Linked DNA regions of Gossypium hirsutum: region 1 is linked to region 2. The links are chromatin contacts, called in public Hi-C maps. All regions are on one chromosome and are shown on one strand. The core of a region is the stretch at or near the end of the contact, and the rest is flanking DNA. Distances in the headings are between cores, read along the strand shown. Region 1 holds the start of LOC107945361. Region 2 has its middle 36 kb from the start of LOC121224749.

What was found. Hi-C and Micro-C count contacts between places; a contact is called where the count stands out from the background.
Region 1: a Hi-C map of leaf shows a contact between it and region 2, with 2.0 times the contacts expected there. The contact joins the promoter of LOC107945361 here to the enhancer-like site in region 2. A contact is called at or near these places in 2 of 34 Hi-C or Micro-C datasets (both in leaf).

The regions. Positions count from the first base shown.
Region 1 is chrD12:29,475,303-29,478,002 of Gossypium_hirsutum_v2.1, reverse strand. LOC107945361 reads right to left here and starts at 1,250. Exons shown (of 2, transcript XM_016879335.2): 1 at 680-1,250; 2 at 1-340. The coding sequence starts at 333.
Region 2 is chrD12:29,218,394-29,221,423 of Gossypium_hirsutum_v2.1, reverse strand. No RefSeq gene overlaps it. Among protein-coding and RNA genes, the nearest start is that of LOC121224749, 36 kb to the left of the region's middle. Within about 2 kb of position 1,318, at least 3 of the 9 cell types and tissues checked have an H3K27ac peak or open chromatin away from gene starts, as enhancers often do. A contact at or near this core is called in leaf, where this site is marked.

The sequences.
Region 1 (2,700 bases), core at 1-2,500, 260 kb before region 2:
TCTTTGGTACCCATTTGACGCTTTAACACTTAAAGAAGCTTCAAACTTGTTCTCCACCGATGGAGGAGTCTTTGAAAGCGAAGCATTTCTAACAATTGATATCAGGAGATTATTATGAAGACGAACATTTTCTCTCCCTATTGTATCAATGCAGAGCTTATCAAACTCGGGTTTCCCAATCCTAAGACTCAAAAATCTAGTAAGCAGATTGAAGTACTCCTCCGTTTTTATACGCCCAATCTTCCTTACAATCTGAGATTTCAGCTCTAAAGTACCTATTCTGGAAAATTTCCGACCACCTGGCATTTCAGTTTCCAAGTTCCTCAGTATCATCCCAAATCTAAAAATTTCAGCCAAAAGCCATATAAAGTTAAACTTATTTCTTAATCAAAATCACCAAAATTCCTAATGTCATTTCATCTTAGCAAGTCAAAGGGTGATCAAAGTCAAACGGTTTTCTAATAAATCAATAGAAACCAAAAATAAAACAAAAACTCCGACCACAAATCTACCCATCTCAAATCAGAACATTAAATAAAAGAAGGAAACACCTTAACATAAACCATGAACGAGTTCCAGACACCGAAGTTTCAGCTTTATCCATAACCCCCTCGGGAAGGAAAAAGAAGTGAAACGGTTAAGAAAAACAAACTAAAATAGAAAGAGAGCAAAAACCCACCTGAAATAACGAACTATGAAACTGAATTCACAATTTTTTTGAACTGAATAAGAGAGTAGAGCAAAAAGAGATTAGGGCATGAAGCGAGCGAGCGAGCAAGCAAAAACTTCTGTTTTTTGGAACCTTCTTTTGGAGTCATCGAGGTCAAAGGAACACGTGCGCCTTTTTTTTTTGTAAGAAAAAAAGCAAGTGTAAGTATAAACTAGTGCTGGTTAGCTTTGAGCTTAGTTGTGCGTTGGATTTGTCCGACCATCTACGCGAGTGCATTGGTTTGGTCCAAAGTATCAAACATCAAAATTTCCTTTTGTCAAGAGGAAAGTTCCAGACAGTGAGTGACTACATCACAATGCAATACAATAAAATCATTGGGGTATTCCCTGTTTTTAGATTTTTTTAGCTATCTAGTCGTTACTCTTTTTTCTTTTTTCAGAATTCATGAAATTTGAATATGATGAGAGTAGAAGGTTACCAAAACTATCTTGAAGGTGTTGATGATCATGCTAAGATCATCAGATTTGTTGACGTAAAACTTCGAAGTGATTATTTAAGTGTCAACTGTAGTGATAGTTACACTTAAACACTACGGCTGATTATTACTTGTCATTTTGAAATTCACAATTTTTGAAATAAAATATTTAGGCTTTAAATGATATTGATATTGTGAAAGTATGAAACCTCATATACGAATATCAATCCATTTGAAGCAATTTATCTTAAAGGTTGGATTGGATCGAGATAGAATTGAAGACATATCTCCATAATCCACTTTACATTAATCTTTATTATTATATTGTATCTTGCTATTTTAACAACTATTTAATAGGAGACTGAATTGTAATTAATCTCTAGCATGTTAGCAATTCTCGAAATCTTATATATTTGAGACACTTGTATATGTTTTGTATTGGTATTGATAGTACTTATTTTTTTCATAGTGGAACATGTTTTTGAGAGTGCATGAGAGAGTAAACATGTTTAGTTTACTGTGGAGAACTTAGAGGTGAGTGATTTAGATCCTGAGGTACAAAAGTGAGGTTTCTATATCAAGGTGTGATAAAACTTGAATCATTTGTTGTACTGAGATTAAAGATAGTTGATTTACTCACTGAGCTAGGCTTCAAAGATATAGGGAAAGCGAACTGCGTAAACAATCCTGTGTGTTTTGTTCTTTTGTTGTGTTCATCGTAGTGGTAATTGTAGTAGCCACTACAACCATCACTTCCATTAAAGCACTCTATTTTTCTTAGAAATTAGCAACTGTCCGTTTCAACATGTGGTATAAGAGCCTAACACTTAGCTAATGGTGTTTCCTGATTTTGTTAATTGTTAGATATGAAATGATCTTTAATTGCTCGATCCATTTATGTTGAAAGGTTCTAACTATGCTTATTAGATGGCAAGAATGAAAGCCTTCATCAAGTCCACTAATGAGAAAGCATGATGTTTTGTTCTCACAGGATGACAACCACCTATGATTGAGACAGAAGTAGGAAGAATTGAGTTAGCTTAGACCATTGATGAAGAAAGTCTTGCAAATATCATTTGAAAGCTCTTTATGTTATCTTTTGTGATGTCAATGAACAAGAATTTAAGAGGGTATCAAAGTGTACAATTACTAAATAGGCATGTAACATCCTTTAAACTGCCCATGAAAGAACCAATACATAAAGCATTCTAAGATGTAGAACCTAAGATTGCAGAGTTTACAAACCATTGGTCAATTTTATGCAAAACTTTGTGATCTGTCTAATCAAGCATTTGCCCTTGTAGAAGAATATTTCAATTCCAAATTGGTTAGGAAGGTGTTGAGATCATTACTTAAGAGATTTGATATCAAAGTCATTGCCATCAAGGAGGCAAAGTACCTAGATAGTTTATGGATTGATGAGCTAATTGGCTCGTTATAGACCTTTGAAATGAACTTGGATGAAGCCAAACGTAGCAAAACCAAAGGTGGAAGGAGTATTGTTTGGCAAGTGATAGACACAATGCCCATTATTGACTCCACTACAGTAGAAGAC
Region 2 (3,030 bases), core at 69-2,568:
AGGCTAGTGAAATTCATTTACAGATAGCAAAACATGTGATATGTTAAAGGCACTATTGATTTTGGCATTAAGTTTAGTCAACTTCAGAATTTCATTTTCCATGGATTCTCCGATAGTAATTAGGCTAGATGTGCTGATGATATGAGAAGTACTTTAGATTATCGTTTTAGTCTCGATTCAGGTGTTTTCTCGAGGTATTCAAAGAAGAAAGACGTAGTGGCTCAACCCACTATTGAGGCAGAGTACGTAGCTGTTGTTGCAACCATAAATCAAGCCTTATGGCTTAGGAAATTGCTAACATATTTAGATATGAAGCAAGAAGTGTGTATTGAGGTGTTTGTAGACAGCCAAGTTTCTATATCCCTTACAAATTATCCAGTTTTCATGGAAAAAGAAAGCATTTCAAAATAAAATTATATTTTCTTATGAAGGTTCAAAAGAAAGGAAAACTACAACTAGCTTATTGCAAAACTGAAAGTCAAATTGTAGATATTTTGACCATAACTCTTCCTATAACAAGATTTGAGTTTCTAAGAGAAAAGTTTCATGTTGCATCTTTCAAGTCAAAGGACAGATTGTTAACAGTTATGCCTAAGAAAATACTAGGAATCAATCAATGATATTCTTTTTAAATTTAAATTTGATTTTATGGTTTTTTTAAATTTTATTGTTATTTTTTGTTACAATTTGCTATATAAATTCAGCTTTTATCATTTAATAAAAATGTTTTCAGTGATAAAATATATAAAATATTCTTGTTTCTTGAATGTTTCTTTTTCACCAACAAAATTGCATTTTTTTTAATTATTACTAGGAAAATCTCTAAGCTCTTCAATCAAATAACATACAAATTAAAAAAGAAAAACAATAAGTTCAATTCTGTGATATCAATGGTTTCCACCATTGAATTTTCAGTTGATCCGAGGAAATCTTTTATGGGTTTTTGTCTTTAACGAGGATTAAGCTGAAAACAAGTATATAGCAAATATCCTCAGCATTTCTCAACTAAATAGTCAAACGCAGGGTCGACAAATGTGCAAAAGATGAAAACAAGTCCTTAAAAAAGGATAAAGAAAAAAAATCGAAACATCATGAGACAGGACCCAAGGGACGTTTACGTGTTGGGTGAAGTAAATATCAAGGATTTTCCCACAGATTTTCTTAGGAAAGTGATCTATGGCTGAGATCATGCTTGCTGGCCTTCATAGAATCTTGTTTTGGACAGCCACTAAAGAAAAAAAAATTATGGATCATTGTGCCCACCAAATTAAATAAATATTTTTTCTTGTTTCCGTAATTTATAGTAAGTTTGACACAGGATGAGGACGCCGCGTCAGTGGACACCATGACGTTACCATTTGCTCACGATTTCCCCAATTAGGTGCCGCATCAGATAAGTGGAAAAAGATTATGTAAGACATATATTTATTAAAATTTCACAAAAAATAAATGATATTTTGAATACAATAATAAATTATTTATTATGCAGAATGTTTTGGGTTCAAATATTAATTTGATTAATTTTTTATTAATTTATTATATATATAAAAGATTAAAACACACTCATAATAATATATCTTAATTTATATATATGTAAAAGTAATTTAGAAATTTCACAAATAAATTTGTTGACGATTGATATGTATCATTTATAACTATTTGATATATATATGTGTATCATTTATATATAAAATTTTAGTTTTGAGATAATAATAATACTTTAAAGGAAAAATAGTAGATAGGTTCTAATGATGAAAAGTGAATACTTAAGTAGCTTAATTTTCTTCTAAAAAGTAAGTTTAATTAATAATGGTGACAGTTATTGGAAGGTGGATAAAGTTAAGATTTTAATTTTTATTAAAGATTTAGATCATACAAATATTTTTATATTTTTCTAAAATTCATAAGCTTAAATTTTTAAAATTCAATTGATGTGATTTGATTTGTAACACCAAATTAATTAAAGAATTTATATATATACTAAAACTTCACACTGAGTGAAAAATAACATTTTGTATACAAATTTTATAGTTAAAAAATAATATTTCATATATATATTTATTTTGAGAATGATATTTTAGAAAAAAGAGCGGATAAGTGTTTTTAATGAAAAAAAAGTTATGTGGATAATATTGGATAAATTTTTTTAAGGGAGTAGATTAATTAAGAATAATGGGTAGCTAAGGAGTAGTAGATAATTGGTTGTTTTTATTTTATTTTATCAACTCTTAATAATGTAAAAATAATATTTGCATTTTTATTTAATTTTGGATAAGTGAAATCAATTAAAATGAATCAAAACGTGTTAAGTATAGTAGTAAGATACATTGTGCTCTTAATAAGAAAAAGCATGTTCCAACATTTGAGATGACATTGTTGGGAGAGGCAAGGGCGAATCTAGGGGGCAGATAAGGGCCCGGCCCCTTTAAAAATTTTAACCCTTTAATGTTTTTAAAATTTTAAATTAAAAGGTAAATTGCACTTTGGCCCCTATAAATGATAAAATTTTGATTTAATCTTTTAAAAATTATATTTTTACTATAATAAAAATTGCAATTTAATTTTGGCCTCCTAAAAAGTTTTCTGGCTTCGCCCTTGGGGAGAGGTAACCCTGAACCCCAAACCCCAAACATGTTCTATAAAATTGACATGAAAGATACTGAAAATATTAAAATAAAATAAAAGAGCGGATTTTTATTATTTTAAAACATAAATTTTTAGTCATTTAATAATATAAAATTACTATTTACATTTTTATTTATTTTATTTTTATTATTCTTAGAATATTTTAATAATTTAATTAATTGAGTTTGTGTCACCTCATCATAACACTAAATTCACTAAAAGATTTTATTATAGAATATCTAATAGTTTGATTAAAAATATGAATTATTTTAAAATATATTTAATTTTAAAAATAGTAAGAACCATAAATAATTTGATTTTTTTTCTTGTGTCAAAACCATTTTTTTTAAAAAGGAGTCAACTTTGATTTTGAAAATGAAAACGAACATAGAATTCGCCACCAAT